7 separate regions of the Mus musculus genome follow, and regions 2, 3, 4, 5, 6 and 7 are each linked to region 1. The links are chromatin contacts, called in public HiChIP or PLAC-seq, Micro-C and promoter capture Hi-C maps. All regions are on one chromosome and are shown on one strand. The core of a region is the stretch at or near the end of the contact, and the rest is flanking DNA. Distances in the headings are between cores, read along the strand shown. Region 1 holds the start of Herpud1 (homocysteine-inducible, endoplasmic reticulum stress-inducible, ubiquitin-like domain member 1). Region 2 holds the start of Amfr (autocrine motility factor receptor). Region 3 holds the start of Dok4 (docking protein 4). Region 4 holds the start of Cx3cl1 (chemokine (C-X3-C motif) ligand 1). Region 5 holds the start of Arl2bp (ADP-ribosylation factor-like 2 binding protein). Region 6 holds the start of Coq9 (coenzyme Q9). Region 7 holds the start of Polr2c (polymerase (RNA) II (DNA directed) polypeptide C).

Evidence for each region. Promoter capture Hi-C pulls out the DNA fragments that hold promoters and counts their contacts. Hi-C and Micro-C count contacts between places; a contact is called where the count stands out from the background. HiChIP or PLAC-seq counts read pairs in DNA pulled down with a chosen protein or histone mark.
Region 2: a contact with region 1 is called in a Micro-C map of embryonic stem cells, with 2.9 times the contacts expected there. The contact joins the promoter of Amfr here to the promoter of Herpud1 in region 1. A contact is called at or near these places in 1 of 39 promoter capture datasets (liver), 1 of 484 Hi-C or Micro-C datasets (embryonic stem cells), 1 of 115 datasets of contacts at active chromatin or transcription factors (pancreatic cancer cells) and 1 of 9 other capture datasets (pancreatic islet).
Region 3: a Micro-C map of embryonic stem cells shows a contact between it and region 1, with 2.6 times the contacts expected there. The contact joins the promoter of Dok4 here to the promoter of Herpud1 in region 1. A contact is called at or near these places in 1 of 484 Hi-C or Micro-C datasets (embryonic stem cells) and 1 of 115 datasets of contacts at active chromatin or transcription factors (pancreatic cancer cells).
Region 4: a contact with region 1 is called in a promoter capture Hi-C map of hippocampal neurons, with 2.8 times the contacts expected there. The contact joins the promoter of Cx3cl1 here to the promoter of Herpud1 in region 1. A contact is called at or near these places in 3 of 39 promoter capture datasets (embryonic stem cells, hippocampal neurons and stem cell-derived epiblast-like cells), 1 of 484 Hi-C or Micro-C datasets (embryonic stem cells) and 3 of 115 datasets of contacts at active chromatin or transcription factors (embryonic stem cells, extraembryonic endoderm stem cells and pancreatic cancer cells).
Region 5: a contact with region 1 is called in an H3K27ac HiChIP or PLAC-seq map of extraembryonic endoderm stem cells. The contact joins the promoter of Arl2bp here to the promoter of Herpud1 in region 1. A contact is called at or near these places in 9 of 39 promoter capture datasets (the 3T3-L1 cell line, embryonic stem cells, hippocampal neurons and 3 more), 5 of 484 Hi-C or Micro-C datasets (embryonic stem cells and nephron progenitors), 9 of 115 datasets of contacts at active chromatin or transcription factors (the NIH/3T3 cell line, bone marrow-derived macrophages, embryonic stem cells and 5 more) and 3 of 9 other capture datasets (adipose tissue, liver and pancreatic islet).
Region 6: a contact with region 1 is called in a Micro-C map of embryonic stem cells, with 5 times the contacts expected there. The contact joins the promoter of Coq9 here to the promoter of Herpud1 in region 1. A contact is called at or near these places in 6 of 39 promoter capture datasets (erythroid cells, hematopoietic stem and progenitor cells, hippocampal neurons and 3 more), 2 of 484 Hi-C or Micro-C datasets (embryonic stem cells and uterus), 4 of 115 datasets of contacts at active chromatin or transcription factors (memory CD8 T cells, microglia, pancreatic cancer cells and 1 more) and 2 of 9 other capture datasets (adipose tissue and liver).
Region 7: a promoter capture Hi-C map of pre-B cells shows a contact between it and region 1, with 4 times the contacts expected there. The contact joins the promoter of Polr2c here to the promoter of Herpud1 in region 1. A contact is called at or near these places in 5 of 39 promoter capture datasets (cranial neural crest, hippocampal neurons, liver and 2 more), 1 of 115 datasets of contacts at active chromatin or transcription factors (memory CD8 T cells) and 2 of 9 other capture datasets (liver and macrophages).

Annotation. Positions count from the first base shown.
Region 1 is chr8:94,384,840-94,387,942 of GRCm38.p6, reverse strand. It overlaps Herpud1 (homocysteine-inducible, endoplasmic reticulum stress-inducible, ubiquitin-like domain member 1), which reads right to left and starts at 1,514. Exons shown (of 8, transcript NM_022331.2): 1 at 1,205-1,514. The coding sequence starts at 1,351.
Region 2 is chr8:94,010,682-94,013,999 of GRCm38.p6, reverse strand. It overlaps Amfr (autocrine motility factor receptor), which reads left to right and starts at 1,360. Exons shown (of 14, transcript NM_011787.2): 1 at 1,360-1,781. The coding sequence starts at 1,539.
Region 3 is chr8:94,874,780-94,878,021 of GRCm38.p6, reverse strand. It overlaps Dok4 (docking protein 4), which reads left to right and starts at 1,710. Exons shown (of 9, transcript NM_053246.3): 1 at 1,710-1,891.
Region 4 is chr8:94,770,828-94,774,027 of GRCm38.p6, reverse strand. It overlaps Cx3cl1 (chemokine (C-X3-C motif) ligand 1), which reads right to left and starts at 1,848. Exons shown (of 3, transcript NM_009142.3): 1 at 1,694-1,848. The coding sequence starts at 1,763.
Region 5 is chr8:94,664,841-94,667,983 of GRCm38.p6, reverse strand. Arl2bp (ADP-ribosylation factor-like 2 binding protein) reads right to left here and starts at 1,384. Exons shown (of 6, transcript NM_024191.2): 1 at 1,083-1,384; 2 at 326-387. The coding sequence starts at 1,120.
Region 6 is chr8:94,836,819-94,839,829 of GRCm38.p6, reverse strand. Coq9 (coenzyme Q9) reads right to left here and starts at 1,417. Exons shown (of 9, transcript NM_026452.3): 1 at 1,333-1,417. The coding sequence starts at 1,408. It overlaps Ciapin1 (cytokine induced apoptosis inhibitor 1), which reads left to right and starts at 1,490. Exons shown (of 9, transcript NM_134141.4): 1 at 1,490-1,578.
Region 7 is chr8:94,856,148-94,859,480 of GRCm38.p6, reverse strand. Polr2c (polymerase (RNA) II (DNA directed) polypeptide C) reads right to left here and starts at 2,031. Exons shown (of 9, transcript NM_009090.5): 1 at 1,840-2,031; 2 at 1,685-1,734. The coding sequence starts at 1,925.

The sequences.
Region 1 (3,103 bases), core at 265-2,764:
AAAACAGGCCTCAAAACAGCTTTTACAAATGATGCAACCTGACCCGACAGGAGCATCATTTATGCACCTAACTGCCACCTCCCAACAAGAACACCTGGTTTCTTGAAAACAACCACGGAGATCCTACACACTGCCCCGACCAGTTCCAGGGGCTTAGACGCTTACACCCAAAGTGATAAAGTTCCTCGCCAATTCTAAAAGGAAAAGCCTTGTTTACTTTCCCGACAACTCGGAACAAAAACAAACTGAAACCCACGCGCCACTGCCGGTTGGAGCTCTAAGGCCACTGTTCAAAGTCCCCATCTGCAGCCACCCGATTGCCCTCTCCTGTCGGATCCAGAACTGTACTCGTGGACACTTACATAACATCAGAGAACAAAGTAAATACAGGAAGGTCCAGCGCACAGCCTCCGTCACGTGGCAGGGACCGGAGGGGTGGGCGGGGCTAGGGAGCTGTTGACAGATGTGTCAACCAAAGGGGGAGGGGGAGGGGTGGGGAACCCCACGGAACAAGAAAGTCTCCTAACTGACCCACGGTTGTCGTCAAATCAGACTCAGGGCTACTCCAGCTGCTGGCTTCCTTTCTCAGTCATCCTTCGCTAGAAAGTTAAGGGGGCTCCTCCCCGAGACTAAGTGCGGCGCGACAGGGAGGGGCGGTCAACGGAAGGCTGCAGGAGAAGAGCCATGTCTAGCCTATGGGCGTGGGACCTTCAGAAGTTGGTGACTGGGCACGCACCCCACCCTCTAGCCAATGGCCCAATCTGGCACATATACTGTCTGTCCTCGGTACACCCAGAAGTCTCGTTTGGCAACATTTACTTTTCTTATTTCTACCCATCAGATGCAAGCCGAACTGGGAACACCCAGTCAGTCACCTAGTAGTTTGTGGAGGGTCACTGGGACTCGGATGGGGAAATGACTCATTAAGGTCAAATTACTGTTTCCCTGGGAGGATGAGGAGAGGGTACAGGGACGTGGGGCAGATGTGTGACAGCCTTGGGAGTTAGGTGTAATGGGAGGTGAAGAGATGAGGGGCTAGAAGAGGGCAAGCGCGGACTGGTGGAGGCCCAGAAGAGATGACAAGCGCTAGGGCGAGCAGAGGGGCACAGGAGACGGTTGGGCAGGAAGGAGACTCGCGCCCTGTGGTGTGTGACAGGTGAGTTCAGGCAACCCTGCAGGCGTGGCACCCCGGGGTCCCACTCACCGGGCGCTCGGGGTAGACTCGGCTCAGGTGGGCCTTGAGGCGACTCACACTCCAACTGCGGTCGCCACTCAGCTCCAAGTCGCGGTGGCGCTGATTGGGACTCTTCACCAGCAGCGTGACCGGCTCGGGCTGTGGCTCGGGCTCCATGTCTGCGTCGCTGGCGGCTCGACTGCGCTCAGGGATGCCGAACGGGCGGCGACGCAGCCGTCTGAGACCACACAACGACACTTGGCGTCTTTGGGACACGCGCCCCCGTCTCGGGTACCTTTTATGGGCGCCCCGTGCCAGGGCTCCGCAGATAGCGCTCTCTGTGGCTGCCATCCATTGGCTGAGACAGAGGTCAGTGTCCAACGTGGCCCAATCAGCGCCCGGAGAAAGGCGGCGGAGAGGCGGGCTAAGCGCGGGGGTGCGGGCTGATGCAACCCGCCGTGGTTGCGTCATCCTGAGTCCCGACAGCGGCGCGGGAGCGGGTCTTCGGCGGCCATGTCAGGGTGCCCTCTGGGGCGCTGGTCCTGTTCAGGCTCCTTAGCGCGGGATGCGTGCGGTGCCTGAGCCTGGCGGCCTGCCTGACTCCCAAGATCAGCAGGCTCTGCAAATTGTGCCCTCACAAAGCGGCCCTCCGCCCTTTCTGACCCCAGGCGCCTGGGCATACGTCTGTCCGCTTGCATTTTCCCTGGTGGCTGCGCAGCCTGGCATCCAGGGAAGCCTTACGAACTAACCAGGCCTTAGAAGCGAAGAGAAACCAGGCCTGTGTTGCTCTGAGCTGAGAGGATGAAGGATTCGGGCACTTTCCAATGTGCCTGCAGCAAATTTAACGATGCATCAAGTGTGGAACATACCCCTTATAGTAATGGCACTAAGTGCCTCTTGATTGACAAACCCTCTAGGAGACACTGGAAAGGGTCATCATTTATGAACTAACAACATCTGCTGCTTTTAAATTGGGGTTGCGACAAGCACAGCAGTGGTCTCAGATACCTGAAATCTGACCAGAGGCAGTGCTCCAGTGTTTCCTCTGAGTTTGAAAAACAAAACTGGCATTGCTCCGGCCCATCTTTGTCCCAATCCTGTTGGGATACCTGGGTTTTCAGCCATGTCCAGAGCTTACAGAGGTCAGAGAGGTGATAGGAGAGTCCTGTTCGGGAGATGGTTATGTGAGTTTGTCACACAACCATAAGAAAGTGTCGTAAACTGGAGGCTCGAGCAACAGAAGTTTATTTTGAAGCTGTAGAGGCTGGAAGTCTGCGACCAGGGGTTAGGGCAGCATTGCTTTCTTTGGGGGCAGAATCTGTACCACTCTCCTAAGTTCTGCAGGTTTGCTAACTGTCCTTGGGACTTCTTAGCTTTGGGGAGTATTTTTCCAATCTCGAGCTTTCCGATCACATGGCATTCTCCGGGTGTGCACCTGTGTGCGTGCACATACACGGGTGTGAGTGTATCTGCATCATCTTTATGCGTATCTCTGTCCAGTCTCTCCCCTGCCCCCTTTATAAGGGTATCATTCGCATTGTCGTGGCTAAAGACCTCATCTTAACGATTATCTTTCACAAAGATATTTCTAAATGCCATCACATTCTGGGGCTGAGACGTCAGCGTCTCTCTGGAGGACACCCTGCACCTCACCGCAGCGGCATTTGCCAGTGGTCCACCAGGGACACGCCGCAGAACCTCAGCTGCTTTCCTTCCCAGGTTTTATGTTGAAGACCACTGAGGCCAGTGTGGTGTTACAACATAAAGGCCTGCATCAGGAGGCAGAAGCAGGCAGATCTTCAGAAACTAAAGGGCAGCTAGGAGGGCTCTGTCCCTTTGCATGAAGACTGGCCCCCCAGGGCATGTGATCTCTGCCACAGTGATCTTCACATTTGACTTAATACCCTGTTGTTTCTCTCTTAAAATTAT
Region 2 (3,318 bases), core at 111-2,610, 370 kb after region 1:
TGGAAGTCCGAGGACAACTTGGGGGAGTTATGAGAATCAAACTCCAGTTTGTAGCAAATGGTTCATCTCACAAGCCATGTTGCAAATGACTGGGAACGAACCAAAGGGAACTATATTGTACAAAGACTCATGATGAGATGTTTTTAAGAATTATAACAGTGGTTAATTTTCAGATTTAAAAGATCTATAGAAATATTTGGCATGAAAAAATACTACAAAGACAATTTCTCCACATTAGAAAATTTGGAAAATTCAAAGCTGTTTACAGAGCTACATTCTGGGATAGGCACTAACACATGGCTCGGGGATATAATAATTAAAAACTGTACCCTATGTTATCTTATGTAATTCACATAGATATAACCTGCTGTTTATAGTGTACAATTCAGTGACTTTGAGTGTATTCATAGTTGTATAACAGCAACTTTAGAAATTCTCACTTCAGGAAACTAGTACCCCAACCTGTCACTTCTTTAGCTGTCACCTCCAGTTCTTTCAAACTCCCCTTCTACTCTACATTGCATGCATTTGTCTTATCAGCGTGGTCACACAGAATTTAGATATCTGTGTGTGGCTTGATTCAGACATCGTCAACATTCTCTGATATTGTAGCATTATCTGTACTTTATTTTCAAACGCTATAATTCGAGGTTTGCCTCTCTGGTTTTTAGGAGTAGTGCTACTGTCAGCCTCAATGTAGGGACTTTGTGTGGGTGTCTGTTTTCATTTCTCTTGGATGTTTACTTAACAAGCAGTGTAACTGCCAGGACGAAGGTCACCCTTTGGTTTACCTTTTAGGAACAGGTATTTTCCAAGAAACTAAGCAGCATTTGACATTCTTACTTGTAGCTAAGAGGGAACAGATTTTTATTTCTGGTTAAATTGGTTCCTCCGTTTTAAAAATATTCTATCTCAAGGCTTCTCTTATTTCCTAAGCATCATGTCGCTTCTTTAGGACACCAAGGAAGCCTCTAGTCTACAGGGTGGTGGGATGGCGGGTTTACCAGCTTTGGCGGGGAGGAACAAGCGACAAGTGGCCAGGGGCAGGGGTCCCGCACCCTCACCCTGCCGCCTGACCACGCACACAGGCCTGCCGTCATTGCCTACGGGCCAGGCTCACCCCAGAGCCCGGCTCGGGTGCGCTCGTGGCTTCAGTGGGCCCAGGGTCGCCAAGGATGCTGCAGGGGGCCGGGACGCGGGGCCCCAGGCCGGGTCCTGTGCTCTCGGGGTTGCAGAGCGCCGGCTGTGGGCGGGGGACGAAGGCCGCGCCCCCGCGCCCGTCCCGCCCGCGTCCCGCTAGGGGCGGCGGCCCGCCCCGAGTCCGCCGAGGCTCTTCCGCGCCGGCAGGGGCAGCAGCGGGAGCGGCGCGGGGCGGAGCGGCGCGAGCAGCTAGGAGCGGCCCGGCTCGGCCCGGCGCAGCGGCGGCGGCAGCGGCAGCGGCAGCGACGCCAGAGCCCGTGGGCGCCTTTCGCAAGGCCGCCGCAGGCGCCTGGCCGCAGCGCGGGAAGCCTCGGGGGCCGGAGCCCGTCGCTGCCGCCATGCCGCTGCTCTTCCTCGAGCGCTTCCCGTGGCCCAGCCTCCGCACCTACACGGGCCTCAGCGGCCTGGCCTTGCTGGGCACCATCGTCAGCGCCTACCGCGCCCTCAGTCAGCCGGAGGACGGCTCGGGTGAGCCGGAGCCGCTAACGGCCCCACTGCAGCCCGAGGCGCGCCTGACCGCCGGCGGCCCCCGGGCCCGCGACGTGGCCCAGTACCTGCTGTCGGACAGCCTGTTCGTGTGGGTGAGCGAGGCTGCGGGCCGGGCGCGGGGGCGGGCGGCCGGGCGGGAGCCGCCATGTCACCCATTATCCGCAGGGGGGCGTGGCCGGGCCCTGACCCCGGCCTCCTCGGCCCGGGGACCGCGGCCCTCGCGTGGGGCTCGAGGCCCAGCGGCGCTGCGAGCGTGGCGGGCCGCGGAGAGAAGGTGTCGGGATGCCGGGGAGAACAGTCGAGGCAAGGGCGGTCGGACCCGCGGGCTCCAGGGCGGCGGGGTGCGGCGACCCGAGGCTGTGAGAAGCCGCGACACGTCCGGTTTAGCTCGGCGTTGTTGGGGGCGGCTCGCCGACGAAGAGAAGGCCGAAGTTAGGGGGACATTTTACTCTTCGCCAGACAACTTCGAAATGGTGCTATTTGTCAATGCGTTAGTCCCGATGGGCGCTATTTAACGAAGCAAACAGACCAGCTACGTCCTTTTATCTCACCCCCAACCACCCCCCGCGATGGTTTGTGACTGTTCCCTTTTTGACAGAAAGCAGCAAAACACTTTCGGGTCGGTGTGGCAGCCCCTCCTTTGAACGCGATTCCTCCGTTTAGCGATCCATTTTGAAACAAGGGTTCTAGTTTGTCTGCCGGTGCGAGATAAGCAATGTCCACATGCCACAAGTACTGGCTTCGTTTGTTACATCATTTTAGGCTGGGCAGATCTGAGAAAATTTTGCTCTCACCTTGCACTTGAGTGCCTCTTCTATGAACCCTCAGAAATAGGAAAAGTTGCTCCCGGATTTAAAAAATTGTCACTTGGATTTCCTGTGGCTTGGTGGGGATCGTATCTCCCCACACGGCGCCTAGAGAAGGCTGTAAATGACTGAGGGGTTAATGTTATAAGTTTGTAGAACTATAATGCAACTCATTTGTTGTAATTATTCCCACTGTGCTTCATCAGGAAGCAGCGGGATTTGTGAACTTCGTGGGCTGCAGATGACGCCTCCTGGTCCTTTGGTGCATAGTTTCATAGAAGGCAGTGAAGGGCAAAGTTCCCCTTTCTCTACTCCTAAGAAAAGATGAACTGTTCGTCTTTAGGGTAAACAACTTAGAATTATTATGTTGGGAGTGCTTTTGACAAGGGTGAAGACTATAGTGTATGTAGTCGTTGATACCTTGTTTTAAGCTGGAACCATTATTCTATTACTAGAACAGCCAATAGTATTGTTTAATGTTTTTTTTTCGTAAGTTTCTTCTTGCAAAACCCACGTTCAAATTCCAAGGTTAATAACATTTCATAAAACATTAATCTAAGGCCTTCCCTTTGGCGTTTCTGAGAATTGTCATTTTAAAGAATGTTCTTTTTCTTTGCACAGTCTTACCTCATATAGATTGATCATTCCTTCCCCTCCTTTGAATCCTTATTTCTCAGTTGAGCTTTATTCGGTTTTCTTGCATGTCCTCTGGAGTTTTGGCACTCATGGTGTCTGCCCAGATCTATCTTGTGTGTGCTGTGAGTTTTGTTTATCGTTTAGTACTTACTTTGCGCAGCTATGCCTCACACTCTTTAAAAACCTC
Region 3 (3,242 bases), core at 461-2,960, 490 kb before region 1:
GGGGGCAGAGGGACACTTTTGCGGATATAGAAACTCCCTATGGTGACTTCAAGTTGCTAACGTTCAGGGTAGGAAAACATCAGGGACTCAGATTGACTCTGTGTCAGACCATCCACCCGCATGTGGATCTACAAACAGATTTATAAGTGTAAAGCCAAAAATTAGATACAAATTTGGGTATGGTGGCACTTGGGAGGCAGAAGAAGGCAGGTCAAGGCCAACCTGGTCTATACATCCAGTTCCAGGACTGCTAGAGAAATCCTGTGTCAAAAAAAAAGGAGGAGAAAGAGGAAGAGGAGGAGAAGAAGAAAGAAAGAAAGAAAGAAAGAAAGAAAGAAAGGAAGGAAGGAAGGAAGGAAGGAAGAAAGAAAGAAAGAAAGAAAGAAAGAAAGAAAGAAAGAAAGAAAGAAAGAAAGAAAAGGGAATTAGCACAGTGGGTAGAAGTAGATATTGAGTAAAAATTTTGAAAGAGAATGAAGTTTAGGAATCCCACTTAGAGATGATACTTCTAAATTTCATTATATTATTACAATTAATTTGCAGTTCAGGGGATTGAACCTAGAGAAGGTTCCTTCCTTCCTTCCTTCCTTCCTTCCTTCCTTCCTTCCTTCCCTCCCCCCTCCTCTCTCTCTCTCTTTCTTTTCTTCTTTCTTTCTTTCTTTCTTTCTTTCTTTCTTTCTTTCTTTCTTTCTTTCTTTCTTTCTTTTTGTTTCTTTCTTTCTCCCCCCCTCTCTTTTTCTTTCTTTCTTAAGTAGGATCTCACTAAGGCTGGCCTTGAACTCATCAGCTTCCTGCCTCAGCATGGGATTATAGACAAGTACTACTAGGCCAGGCTAAGAGGCCTCTTTTTGTTGAAACTCTCTTTTTTTCTCTGTGGCCATACAGCTTCTCTAGCAGTGTCCCAGGATGAAAGCAGTTCACTCTGAGGGCTTGAGAGCTGAGGACTTTATGAGCTGCTGTTTGAAGTAAAGCAGAGGGTCAAGTTTGGAAGCTGCATGGGAAGGTCAGGAGGTCATGGGAAGGTCAGGAGGTTCAGTTTAGCATCCAGGAAGAAGAAAGCCATTTCCTGTCCTATAGCCCCGTGGCTTCCACTTAACACACACTTTAGTGACAATCCTGGGACATTTTAAGCGGACAGAAAATGGCTCCTTTACTTTGCTGGACAAGGCTGAGTCTCTAGTGTTCCGGCAGAGGGGGTGGGGAGGTAGGGTTGGGAGGATACGGGGCAGGGGATATACATGCGTGGGTACTGGGTTCTTGATTCCTTCATGCATTAGGCTAATCTCTCACAGAGTGCAGCTGAGTGTGCGATTGGGGAAGTGGGGCAGGTACTGAGCAGGACTGGATGGTAGCAAAGTGTATGTCTAGCAGGGTACTGACTCTTGATGTTGGGAGGTGAGGTTCAAGGACTGGGAGTTGATATAGGGTTCAGCCTCCAGCAGATGCAAGACCACGTGGGTTTGAGTTTTAGAGCTCAGGGAGGAGCTGGTGCGACTGAGGTGGGTACTAGAAGTGAGCAGAGGGCTAGACTGCCAGGCGGAAATTTCTGTCCTAGTAATAAGACTTTGGCAGGACTCCGGGACGAGGCGTGGCTCCGAGAAGGGGCGTGGCACGATGCCAGGGATGGGCGGGGGCGTGGCGGTGGGGCGTGGCGCGGCGCCAGGGCGGCGCGGGGCGTGGCCTCAAGGGGCGTGGCGTCGCGGATCAGCAGAACCAGCTACCTCCCGAGTCTCCTCTGGATCCGGAGCTGGCGGCTGCGCTTCACTTCTAGCTTACAACCAGAGCCGCGCGCCGCCACCCTACCTTCCCCTCCCGGCCGCGCCGAGACGCGGGCATGAGCCCGCCCCGCGTCCCGCGGAGCCAGCGCCCCGGCCCGGGCCTCGGCGCCTAGGTAAATAGGGGAATACGAAGCGCGGGGGGGGGGGGGGATCCCTAGGCCTCACCGAGACGTGAGACTCCCGCAACTCTCATCCTGGGGCGCCTGTGGTCACCTCCGGAGCCCGCGGGCTCTCCCAGCTATGGGAGCGTCCTACTTTAAGGAAGGAGGACTCAGACGCGCCTCTCGAAGCCAGCGAGACCCTGAAACTCCCTGAGCCGTCCTCAACCAGCTCCCATCTCTAGGAAGCGCAGGTGTGAGTCTTACCTCACCTGTATTCCCCATGTAACCCATCAGAGAAACCCAGATCCCCGGTTCCCTGAGCCTCTTCCCGGAAGCAGCCTTCCTCGCCTTCCTGCTCCCCAAATTCCAAGAGACACTTTCCTTTTACTGCCTATCCGACCTGCAAGTGGCATTCCTATTCATTGCAGTCCTCCGGGCTAGCAGCCTCCTGCCTTAAAACCTTTCTCCTCTGGCTCTGGGAGTCTGTACACATTCTTTTGGAGACAGCTATCTGTCACAGCATAAGGACCGGAGTGGAGCCTTGGGCAGTCGGGAGTTCTGTGCAATCTGCCTGCGTGGAGCGGTGGGAGCAAAACAATTGCCAGACACTTGGATGGAGGGCTTTGATAAGACAGGGCAGCCAGGGGCCAGGTGTCAGCTCCAGCACATTCCAACAGCCTCCAGGGGCTGCGCTTCCTGCACATTCTTTGAGGGCCCTTTTCGGAGAAATGCAGGCTGCTGTGTAGGTATCCCAGGTAGGTCCCAGGAGCTGTGTCCCTCTCGCTCTGCTGCTAGTCTCTGTGCCTGGGTGCTGGGTATTCCTGGGCAGGGCACCAGGCTGGATGTGACCTCATCCAACAACCCCAGCCAAGGTGGGGCCCCTAGCCAGGCTCAGACAGTGTCAGCAGCAGCACAAGTCCCCTGAGGCAGCTTTGAACAAACTGTGGATCACGGACCCGGCTGGTTCTCCTGGACTTTGCTGGTCTTGCCAGTTGGCACCGAGATGTGGAGAAGTGGGAGCCCGCTGCCGCTTACACTCTCTGGAAGCAGAGCTGATAATGGTGTTGAAAGGATGGGGACAATGCTAGATATAATTAGTGTCCCTCCCTAGATTGGCATCCACTCTGTCCTTTATCAGTGTCCTGGTCACTGGGATGGAGCTATAGCTAGATAGAAGGGGCTTGGGAACTGTCATTGTAGGTGTCCCTACATGGCCAAGTGACAGATGAAGGAACCGGGAACATCAAATCTCATAGTGACATGTGACAGACTGAAACACTGGATGTTGAGAGACAGCTAATTAGCAAGGCCAGGGTGTCAGGAGGGCCTGAAGGAGGAGGCAGATTTTCAGCGGAGCTCCAAA
Region 4 (3,200 bases), core at 599-3,098, 390 kb before region 1:
TGGGGGGGGAGCTTCTAATTAAATCCATAGGGCCCTCGATCTGACTGACACTGGAGCTGTCCGCCTCTGCCCCCCTCCACCCCCACTGAGGATGGGGGAAGCAGGCTGGAACAGCTGAAAGCAGATATATTTTTTTTCTTTCTTTTTCTCTTTCTTGCTGAGACTTGAGTGGGAGTGAATGCGTCAGTGCTGGAGAGCAGCCTTCCCTGCTCCAACTTGCATTTGCAGGTTTGTTACATAAAGCGCTGAGCGCTCGCTCGCTCGCCTGACACAGCCCTGCAGACCCACATTTGGGGACTGACGCAGATGCCCTGCACCAGCCTGCAGCATCCCTAAAGCCTGAGACACCCCCCCCCCCTTGCTGAGGGAGCTCTAGGGTGAACCCAGCTGAATACCTCATTCAAGGGGAGAAGAAACTGAGGTTCACTGGGGTTGAGTCATCCATCCTCACTGTGTCCTGGCAAAGCCAGCAACCACGATTAGGGTCCTCAGGCATCAGACATTCTGGGTTTTCTTTTCAACCTTGCCTAGGATTTCCCTATAAGCTTAGGAAAGTGATAGCTACCACCATGACCACATGCACTTTCCAAAATGCCTCCCTAGACACTGGAGTTTTCTCACCGGTAAGGCGTGAATGCTACAGCAGTTGGGACCAGAGAAGTCAAGACCCTGCTCCATTGACACACAGGGAGGTGATGGCAAAGCAACCTCCATCTGATTCCTACTTCCCCGTGCGCACTGTCTACAAATATCTCAGGCTTGAGGGCCAGAGCTCAGACAGCAGAAAGGCAGGCACAATTTTATCCCACCACCCCCACTCCCACCCACTCACCCACCCAGCTCCCTGTGGCACTGGTGATTTAGTTCCATGGAGATATCCTTGATGCTGGGGGTTGGCTCTCATTTTTTTCCAGTTTCACAGTGCGCCCTAAGGCAGAGTGCCACCTTCTCTGAGCGACAACCTGCTAATTTAGCCTGGCTAAATAGCCTCGGCCCTCCCTGAGGATGGAGCTCTAGAGGTTAAAGGAGGTGGAATGGTCAAAAGAGAAGGTGGGCAAGGCTGTTGGTCTCTCCTTCCTTAAGTCCCTGGGCATCACTCTCTCCTGCCCTGCATACTGGCTGAGCATCCTCAAACAGATCTCTAGCTCTAGCTCTCCATCTTTCCTATGTCCCTAGGAATGTCTACACCTTGTACTACCAGGTAGTGGACTCCAGGAAGCAAGTCCGTAGAGACAAAATATTTTCTAAGCTGGGTTTGGAGAAAGTGGCAAGGATGATGGGGGAGACACAGGCAGAGAGACGACAAGCTGCACGCCAGTACTAGAGACAAGCTCCATCCCCATGAGCTGCAGTGACCTTGACCTTAACTATTTCTGGGGGCCTGGAGCGACAGGGCAGGGGAAAGTCCTACCTAGTCCCTGGCCCCGGGCCAGAGCTTATACAGGTTATAGTTAACCTCAGTAGGAAGAACCACCTCTTGTCCGTCAGCCAGGAGCCTGCTCAGGTTTCCCTCAGCCCTCGCTCTCCTCCCCACACAGCTTCTGTCTCCCACAGACACCTCCGAGGTGTCTCCCCGACTCCCACCCCAGAAGCCACTGGGATGGCTGGGACTCGCGGGGGCCTATTTTCCCCAGGGAGATGCAGTCTGCATACCCTTCCTTTCTCCCCGAGGTAGGGTCCGGGACCCACTCACCCGGCAGCAGAGTACACAAATGGAAGAACGCGGCCAGGCGCAGCAGCCACGCGAGCGGCGAGGGAGCCATGGCTGGAGTGCAGGAATTCGGCGGGCCAGGAGGCTGGGCCGTGTCGCAGCTCCTAGTAGTCACTCGCGGCTGGTCTCGGTTGCTTTTTATAATGGGCTGGCAGCCTCCGCCCCCGGCGCCCGCAGTAGGAGGCGGTGGGAGGGGAGAGGAAGAGCCTGTAGCTGCGGCTGGATTCCTCCCAGGTTGCCAGGGAACCAGTTGCAATCCTGCGCTGGGCTCCGCTGCGGGAGCGGCGCGATGGGAACCTGGTGGGTTAGCAGGGTTACCTTCCCTGGAGAACCTAGGTCTTGTCTAAGCCGGACACTGAGCCAGGGACATGCAGAGCGCTGGTCCCCGCCAGGCCGGATCTGCCAAGCTCTTTCTTGATCTGGGGGCAGATGGGGTCTTTCGCCCATGCGATGCAGAACCCCCAGCAATCACCCCTTAAAATCCCCAGATACATTTCAGCCTATGCATCTGCTGGACTCAACACCGAACCTGGCAAGCAGTTTCCTGAAACATAGATCCAGTCCTGCCTTCTATGGACAGGTGGGGAAACTGAGACCCAGAGAAGGGAGAGACCATTCCAAATCACACAGAGCTTCACTCGATAAACTTATCAAGACCACGGAGGAGAAGACTGCAGAGCCAGGGCTGCTGAGGACATGGACATGGAGGGAACATGGGCCTCCTGGCCTCCTTAGCTGTTGTGTAGCCCCTCTAGCCTTTGCTCTATCCAGGGCTGGCTGTGCCTTCTGCTAGCTCCCGAAACAGCACAGCCACGAACTTGTCTTCGGAGCTAAGGGTCTCTTGGCTCCTCTTGGACCCTAATGCAGAGCCTTAGAGAGGTCCTGCCTCCTTCCAGGGTAGCTCTGCCACTGTAGAGTCTGGCTAACCCAGCTTCTGGCTCGGATCTTCCAGAAGCTTTCTCCATGAGACCAGGCAAGACCTAGCAGCAAAGCTTGGGTACTGCACACAACCTGACTTCCCGGAAGACAGGGAGTACAATCCTGGGAGTCTAGAAAAGTCAGAGCCTCCCCAGCCTCGGGCTGGGAGTGAATTGCGCTACTCTTTTTGGGCTGCCAGCCAGAAGGAAAAACCAGTTTGTGTAGAAAACTGTCCTAGGCTAAGGTGCCAGTTGGACCATAGCCAGCCTGGTCCAGACTGCAGAGGCTGCAGCTGCCGCCCCCGAAGACCTCGTGCTCTCTCCTGCTATACATTGTAGCAGGGCTAGCACCTGGTGTGGGTACTGATAGTGTTGAGGGTGGCTGTCCTGGCAGGGATCAATATCCACTGAGGCCCAGAGAACCTGCCCTCAGCTGGCCAGATAAGAAGCCAGGAAGCCTCATTTTACAGCTGGAGAGACTTAATAAGAAGTGATAAAAATGGAGGGCTGGGCCAGGTAGGGTACCTCATGTTTGTAATTGCAGCACTGAAGAGGTGGAGGAAGGATCGTCT
Region 5 (3,143 bases), core at 135-2,634, 280 kb before region 1:
TTTATTTCTCTGCATGCCCTTATAAGCAGAGGTTTGGGGTGTTGAGATGGCTTGGGGGCTGAAGGCACTGCTGTGTAAGACGGGTGACCCGAGATCAACCCTCAGAACTCACATGAAGGTGGAAGGAGAGAACCAACTCCACAAAGTTGTCCTCTGAGCTCCACATAGCCATAGTCTCCTGGCAACAACCCCACCCACGATCCATCACATATGTAAATGAATACATTAAAAAATTGTTGTAAAGCAAGGGTCTACTTGATTTAAATCAAGGAATTGACCATAGGAACTAGAGGGGCACAAGTCACTTAGTAGTGTCGAAACTTACCCATAATAATGTCCTCTAAACATCCAACCACAGCATCAAATTCTGCATCAGAGGCGGAGGAGCTGAAAAAACACATCAGGATTAGGTGCCGGTCCAAATAATTATTTTTCGAGCTGAACTTGTGTTTTCTGTGGGTAAGGGCATTGAACCCAAGGCCTTGCACACACCAGGCAATCACAACAAAGCCCACTAGCATTTTTTAAAATGTAAGATTCCCAACGTGCATAAAAATAATAGCAAGATGATCCTCCCATCACTCAGTTTCACCAATCAAGGATTATTGTCTAGTACAGAAATTACAAACACAGGAAAACACTCGTGACGAAAACCGGTATGACAATCACAAAAGCAGCCAACAATTTGGGTAGCTGAGGCTGGTGCGGCACAACTTCATACTTCCGCGTTTATTACCCGCAGGATTTACTCACCGCATCCTGGCTCTTAACGCCACACCTATCTGCTGGTGAATGTGACCGCACGCGGGAGTGGCACCGGCCTAGGGGGTAACTGGTCAGGAGTGGCTTTAGACAGGCGGTGAGGCCGCCGCCAGCCTGGGCAGCTCAAGGCCTCTGGGTTTTTGCTGACGGCCACGATTGAGGCCAGAGGATTGTGATGGAAGCGCTGGTTATCTGTGACATATGCCCGTGGTGGCCACGGGAAGAAAACGCCCCGCTAGAGCGGAGCCTCGACCGGCCAGCCCGCAACCCAGAGGACGTCCGCAGGCCGAGGTCGAGCAGACCCTGGCCGCTTCACTTACAAGGACAGCGCGAAGCTCTCTTCTTCTAGGGCGTCCATCGTAGGGGCGCCGCAGTCACCGGCCCGGGCCCGGGGCCCTGCCGCTTCCTACCGCGCCCGCCGCCGGGCCGGGATCCTCTCTGACCCGCGCGGCCTCAACTGCATCAAGGGCCCGCAGAAGGCCGCACCCACGCCCCGCCCGGCGATCGCGCGAGGACGGGGCTGCGGCTCCTGGCTGGGCCCAGCGCCCGCCGGCCTCTCGCGGGGCTACCCCGCCGGTGTGTTAGGGCAGACGGAGCTCGCAGCCCCGCCTCCTGTCACTATGGTTACCCGCGGTTCCAGCAGCCAATCACAGCCTCAGGTTCCCGGTCTCACGCAGAAGACTGCAAAAAATGGTGGCAGTAGACTTTTTTTTTTTTTTTCTGGATGAAAGAATTGGAGCCAAGAGCCTCGGTTTCTTCATTTTCAATTTAGGAATTGTAAAGATCAGGTAGTTGAAACCGTGTTTTAAGAGCGCTAGAAATAGCCAAATTGCTCGAAAGCCACTCTCATAGTTTGTCCTAGATAATGCAGACGTCTGATTTACTAGAGAGTTACTTCTTGGAAGTATGGAAGGGTCCACGGCATTAAGTGGATGACTTGTAACTTAATTTGTGATCTTCAAATCAAAAGCAGTGCGTTGTGGCATGCGTCTGTAGTCCCAGCACTTGGAAGGTGGAGGTTTAAGGCATTCAAGACCTGCTCAGCTACATAGTGAGTTTGCTGCCAGCTTACTCGCACCAAACCCGTAAACAATTATTAGGCAGTAAGTGGTTCCTTGGGTAATTATGCAGCACAAAAATGTTGACAACCACTGAGAGAGATGTAATCAGAAATTGAATAACTGCTTTGGAGAAAGTCCCCTCTAAAACTGCCACACCATGAAGAAAGGTTTCCTGGGATCGCCCCCCCCCCCCGCCCCCTTTTTAAGCATGCCTCTTTGGTGGTCTGATACCTTTTAGCCAAATGTGTAGTACATAACTAGAAAATTTATGGTATGAATTAGGGTTACGTGGCCAATCTGAATCATTTTGGAATGGACATAAAATGTGTATCCATGGATCTATCTTAACAGCATCAGGAACCAAGATGATTTCAAAGACACTGGAAGATCAGAGTATCCTGGTCAAGCTGAAGACAGGCGTGCTGGTAGGTTTTTTGTCAGCTTGACCTGAGTGACCTGGAAAGAAGTTGATTTTGTGTGTGTCTGTCTTTTTTCATCAAGACAGGGTTTCTCTGTGTTGCCCTGGCTGTCCTGGAACTCACTCTGTAGATCAAGCTGGCCTTGAACTCGAGACTCACCTGCCTCTGCCTTCCAAGCACTTGGATTAAAGGCCATGTGCCATCACCTCCTGGTTTTGAATGTGGATTATTTTAATGACTGAGGGAAGGCCCAGTCCTCTGTGGGTGGTGCCATATCTGGGCAGGTGTAGGATCTATGTAAGGAAGCTCAGCATGCTATGGAGAACAAACCAGTTAACAGCATTTCTTTATCTACTTCAGTTCCTGCCTTCAGGTTCCTATCTCAACTTCCCTCAGTTATGGACTGTTGCATGGAAGTGGAAACAAAATAAACCCTTTCTTCTCACAAATTGGTTTTGATTAGTGTTTTGTCACAGCTCTGATAAGCAAACTAGGACAAGCATCTAAAAATTCTGTTCCATTGAGCACTGGTAAGACAGCTCAGAGCAGACAACTAAGATCCTATTAGATCCTTTTTCTATATCCTATTTACTTTTGAATACATACATGAACTGCCTGCTGATTCCAAATCATGGATCCACGGAGAAAAGGAATGAAAAATTTGTCTCCACTAGTTACCTATTGCTCTTTACAACTCCTCTCTCAAGAAACCTAGTGAACTAAAACATTTCATTTACTTATTAATCTGCATTTTGGGAAGGTCTTGGCAAGGATATCTTTTTTCCATTTGGTTGCACTGGAGCTTGAGATGACTTTCACAGAGCTCAGGTGGGTGGCAATTTAGTGGTGGCTCACAGCTGGGAGTTGGTGAGGATTGTGGTGGTGGTGGGGTAGTGGCTTG
Region 6 (3,011 bases), core at 168-2,667, 450 kb before region 1:
AAAAGAAAAGCATGATGACACACTCTTTTAAGAGCACTCAGGGGGCTGGTGAGATGGCTCAGGGGGTAAGAGCACCCGACTGCTCTTCCAAAGGTCCGAAGTTCAAATCCCAGCAACCACATGGTGGCTCACAACCACCTGTAACAGAGATCTGATGCCCTCTTCTGGTGCGTCTGAAGACAGCTACAGTGTACTTACATATAATAAATAAATAAACCAAAAAAAAAAAAAAAAAAAAAAGTAAACTCTGATTAAAAAAAAAAAAAAAAGAAAGAAAACACTCAGGAGGCAGGACCAGGCCAATCTCTCTAAGTTCCAGGTCAGTCTGGTCTATATTACAGTGAGTTCCAGGTCAGCCAGAAATATAGAGTGAGACTTTATCTCAAATACTTCAGAAAGGGGACGGTTACTTCGGAGATACCTGTTGTAAACTGCTTGCATAACATTGAAAAAAAGATGAATGTTTGGGCTTTAAGGGCCCACCTAATATAAAGTTGTCGGGAATACAGTTGAACTTTTTGTGGACACAATTTCATGGGTAAATACCCTATGACTGGATTTGTTGGCTCACATTGCATTATTTTTGTTAAACATATTTCGTCTGAAACTCTAGCTAAAAATGCCACAAAGGAAGTCATTGAAAATAATAAGGAAAGAAACACAGAACAGCATGCTTAACAACATCAGCATTTGCTATAGGCCCAGAAAATTTGAAGTGAGGAGCCCCCAAAGTATGGTTGCGAGATCTCTGCGGTTCATGGAGATTTTAGTTGCATATTTTTTGTCACTGTGTCAGTGCAGAAAGATTCTATATACGGACAGCGATTTTTGCTTTTCCACTTAATGACAATGTACAAAGTTTCTAAAAGTAAATGTCTACTATTACTGTGGAGATAAAAATACGGGGCATATGGCAGCAAATGACGAATGTCACCAGCTTAGTGACGTGGTGTGGCAATAACTGACTCTGTGGCTGTTCGGTCGGTTTCTCCAGCGAGGCTGGCACAGCGCCTACGGCGACGGAGAACGCTTTGGAACGGACGAGCTCTGTGACCTTGGGCACACCGAGCCCTCTCTGAAGCTCCATTACCTCTGGGGAACCGGGGTGACAGGACTGCCCCGCGGCTTTTGCCCCCTCACAGCTCAAAGTCCGGCGACTGAAACCCTTAAGTGGCTTTTTCCAGCTCGCGACTCCAGCGGCTCCACGCCGATGCCCTTTACCTTGCTAGCCCCGACCAGAGCCTCTATCATCCCACGCCAAGCCCAGATCCGCCCTGCGCCTTCTTCCCGTTTTTCCCCCTCGCGCCCCGGCTCGGCTGGCTGTCACCTCACCGGGCAGGCACCGCAGCTGCAGGAGCCTCCAGCCCAAGCGGCCGAGGACACCAGACACGGCTGCTGTCGCCGCCATCTTGGAAGTGGGCACGCACGCACGCTGAGGGCGGCGACGCGCCGGGCAGCGTCACGCGTCAGTGGGGCCGCGTCCGCTCACTAGGACTCAGGTGTTGTGCGGCGTCTTCTCGCGAGAGACCAGGACGAGAAGCCGGCGTCCGCGGAGCGGGTTTTCAGGCTACGAGGAAGGTGAGGACGCTCGGGGTCGCTCGAGCATCTGAGCGGGCTTAACGGCCCTCCTAGGGGCCACTCTGGTCTCCCGTGCTCTCGCTTCGGCTTCTGGCGCCGTCATTGTCACCCCTTGGGGAAGCCGGGGTGAGGGGCCGCGGCGGCCGGGGCCCTGCACGCGGCGTGCTGGACGCCGGGGCTCGTCCGCCGCCTTTTTCCGCGTGGAAACCCGGAGCTGGCATCGGGACCGTCAGTTTACTCCTAGCCATCGGTGGTGACCTTGAGTCTCCTCCAGGGCACTTGGCGGAAAGCACCAAAGGTGGGGAGAACCTGGAGCCACAGGTTGTCCATTCGAGCCCGGCATTTATGTCCTAGGATGCTTGTTTATAGAAGGAGCCACCCAGGCTTTTGTCCTGGAGAGTTGCCCCTGTGCCGGGGTGTGGTCCCTAGCGATCACTAGCCATTTGCAAGGTCGGGAGAAGTTCGCTTCTCGGTGCCTGAGTCCAAGCTGCGGGTCTTCAGAGTAGAGCGGACTGCCTCGCTTGCTCTACCAGGGAAGTCTTGATGTTTGCTAGAAGTAAACGGTGTATGTTTAGTGTCATGGTCATGGGGTGGGGGAACATGTATGTATAGGTGCATACGCATGTGTGTGGAGGCCAGAGGACAACTTGGTGTTTCATCAAACTGTGGCCACCTTCTTTGTGACAGGGCCTCTAGTTGGCCTGAAGCGTACCAGTTAAGGCTGGATAACAAACTTTGCCACACGAGCTTTTGAAATATATATACACACACATACATATATACTTATATGTATGTACACATATATGTGTATGTATATATATGTATGTGTATGCATGTATACACACATATATAAAGATTCTGTGTGTGTTGGGGAGGAGTGTCTGCTTCCACTTTGAGTTCTGAGGGTTAAACTCAGGTTGTCAGGCTTTGTAGCAAGCACCCCTAACCCACTGAATCATCTTGGTAGCCCACACCCAAGGTTTTCTATGTGGGTTCTGGGGCTCAAACTCCTTATGCTTGCAAAGCACAGCCTCGCCCTTCCCAGAGCCCTGATAATGAATGGCTTTTGAGAGAAGAGTTTCACCGAGGAGCGTAAACTGTCCTCAGAACTCCTTCACCAGTCTCCCGAGAGAGCTAGGGTTACACGAAGGCTCCGACATTCTTGGCTATTGGTTGGTGTTTGTTTCGCTTTGTGGTATTGAAGAGTGGACCCAGGTCATGCTAGGTTAAGCACATACCACTGAACTGTGACCCTATCCCTAATCAGCTGGACCTGCTACCACTGAGTCACCCCCAGCCTCTCTGCCACCTTAAATGGGACCCAAGCCTAAGATTATGGTTCTTAGGTGCCTTAAAGATAAATAAACCCACCTCCAGAAGTTACTCCCAGAGGAGAGGCACTGCTCTTACTGCCTGCTGGTAACTTAGCAGAC
Region 7 (3,333 bases), core at 782-3,281, 470 kb before region 1:
CACACCTCGTTTGTGATATAACCAGATAGCCCACTTGGAATTTCAGTGTTCCTCTCATCAGTAGATGTTCACTGGACAGCTTCACCAGGGAAAGCCCACTAACAATAGAACCCAATCCCCCCCCAGGCACTGCTGGGCAAATGGGGCTGTAGCATACAGATGCTGCACTTAAGCATGTGTCTAGTCACCCATCAGCAAACACCTGCATGTAAACAATAATGTTCAGAAATCAGTGGTGTTGGAAACCCAGTTCTCAAGGAGCTGATGTAGGCCAGGAAGAGGCCGGAAGACCAGCTGAGGATAGGCCCAACCTGCCCTTCACCGCAGTGCTTCCTCAACTCAAGCAAGGACCAAGCTTCCTGATGATTTACTTCTGGGGCCCATTGAATGCCCTTAATCTACTTCCACCATTCCCATTCCCCGACCCCTGGTGGGAATTCCCCATCTCAGAAAACCTCGAGTGTCCATGTTTACAAACGCTCCACTCCCTTTTGGCCTCCTTCCTCTCTCAAAACAAACAAACAAACAAACGATAAAACTGGTCAGATTCTCCTGAAGGTGTCATATTTTGCCTTGTTATGTTTGCTCATGTCTTGTCTCTAACTGAAAACGTACATGATTTACATATGCAGCAGAAATAAGAAATTCATTTTTAAAAAGACACCAGGATGGATTTAAAAAAACAAAAAACCGAAGTCTGTCTGTCTGTCTGTCTCTCTCTCACACACACACACACACACACACACACACTTCAACAATAAGGAACAAAAGTATGTTGTTTGTTAAAGAAAATCTTAAGCCGGGCAGTGGTGGTGCACGCCTTTAATCCCAGCTCTTGGGAGGCAGAGGCAGAGGCAGGCAGATTTCTGAGTTCCAGGCCAGCCTGGTCTACAAAGTGAGTTCCAGGACAGCCAGGGCTACACAGAGAAACCCTGTCTTGAAAAACAAACAAACAAACAAAATTAGAAAATCTTTATAACACATGCTTTCTCTCATGTGGAATCTCTCTCTTTTTCTCTTTCTCTCTTTAATAAAGAGAAAGTTCGGAGCCTGCAAGATGTGCAAGATACTTTTTGTTGTCAAGCCTTAAGGAGTTCAATCCTGGGCCCCATATGGTGGGAGAAGAGAATCCCTCCTACAAGCTGTACTCTGACCTCTACACATGAACTCCGGTACTCGAGCCCAGAGATAGACACATATATGTAAATAAAGGTTTTCAAAAAGATAGGGGGAGACGACAAGAAAGTATAGCAGGGTACTATCTGGAAGGATGGGAGAGACCAGGTACACTCTGTGTGTGTAGATTTCAAACTACATAACGAAGCCCATGATTTTGTAAAATCAGCATATATGTTCAAAAGACACCAGCCAGTAGCGAACACTGACGTCAAAGCAAAAGCGCATCATCTACACTACTTCGGCAATCGCTGCATCACCTGCTAACGACGCCTAGCATCTACACCGCCCGGATGAGGAGGCTGCAGCCCTCCGCTGTTTAACAGTGCTTGGTTTTGATTTCTGTTGCTTTGGGGTAGACGAACAGTACTGGGAAACCCGCAGCTGAGCAAGGCACGCACCAAGGCGGGCCTAGGCTGCCCCAGCCCAGCGTACAGCACCGCAGTGTTCTCAGCCCCCACCCCGGGCGGAGGGTGGGCGGCACGGGCTCCCAGGGACGGTCGCTTACCTATTATGGGCACCTCTGCGATGAAGACCCTCCGAATGGAATTGGCCACCCTACAGGAGGAAAGACAGGCGGTGTGAGCGGCCCCGAAGCCACAGCCCCGGGGTCAGGAGCTCGAGGACCCGGCCGCCCGCCCGCCTCTCCCCTCGCCGCCTTACGCCAGGTCCGTGTTCTCGATAATGAACTTGACGTTCTCTTCGGTGAGTTCCGTGATCCGCACTGTTGGCTGGTTGGCGTACGGCATCGCGACCCTCCGCCAGGCTCCCGCGCCAGCCGCACAGCGCGCCTGCGCGGCCACCAGCAGTTTGTCGGCGGGGCAATCGGCGCTTCCGGCTAGTCGCGGGCGCAGCGCCACCTGCTGACCGGAGGCCGGAACTCTCCTGGCCTGTGTTTTCTAACCACACCGGCGCCAAAATGCATTGGTCCTATACTCTTGAAATCCCCAAGATATACAGCACAAAAATTAAATGTACAGGGTCATTCATGCCAACGTTATTTATAACTGCTAAAAATAACGCATTAGGCAATGATCGATAGAGACTTGGTTAAACTTACATACGGGGCTGGAGATACGGCATTGGGGATAAGAGCACTGGCTGTTCTTATGTAAGACTTGGATTGTATTCCCAGCACCCATATGATGCCTAACATCTTTAGCTTCAGTTTCTGAGGAAACTCTCTCCTGGTATCTGAGGGCACCAGGTATTCACATGGTGCACAAATATACATGCAAGCAAAACATCCTTATACATAAAAATAATTTTTAAAATACATAGGAATACAATGAAACCTTAAAAAAAACCATTAAAAAGTTGTACATCTATACATGAACAAAATGGCTAGGGAGGTGACTCAAGCATGCAAGACGACTGATAGGTTATTTCTCTGCTGGTAAAATGAGCCAATTCAAGACAGATTAGAATATATTAAAAGGCAGGTTTATTGGGAAGCTGCTCTCAGGTGAGTTCACTGGCCTTAAGAACAGAGGCCGGGGAACCGCCATGGGAAGGGCAGAGAGGGAGAAGAGAAAGGGCCTGGGGCAGGGGGAGGGAGATAGATCGATCCAGAGAGCAAGAGCAAAATGTCTGGATTCTATAGGGAAGAACCTCTTGGGGAAGGGCAGCCCAGCCTCTGGGCTGGAAAGTTCAGGGTGGAGGCAGAGCATGCCAGGTGGGGACTGAAGGATGCTGGGAGAACCTGGAGGCCAGGTCTGCTTTGACGGGTAAAATATGCACCTCAGTCACTTGTTCCAGGGTGCGAAGCCAAACCCTGATGTGCAAGGACACAAGGTCAAATTCTCAGAACACCTGTAAAGAGGCATGGTAATGCAAGAGTCTAATCTTAGGCTCCTGTGAGTAGGAAGATGGAGAGAAGAATCCCCTGGATGCTCTCAGGACAGTTAGATAACACACAAAGAAGCAAACAAGAGACCCACATCCGAGCTAATGTCAGAGAGAGTACTGTAATGCATACACAAGAAAAACAAAACCCATGTTTTTTTGTTTGTTTGTTTTTGTTTTTGTTTTTCAAGACAGGGTTTCTCTGTATAGCTCTGGCTGTCCTGGAACTCACTTTGTAGACCAGGCTGGCCTCGAACTCAGAAATCCGCCTGCCTCTGCCTCTGCCTCCCAAGTGCTGGGATTAAAGGTGTG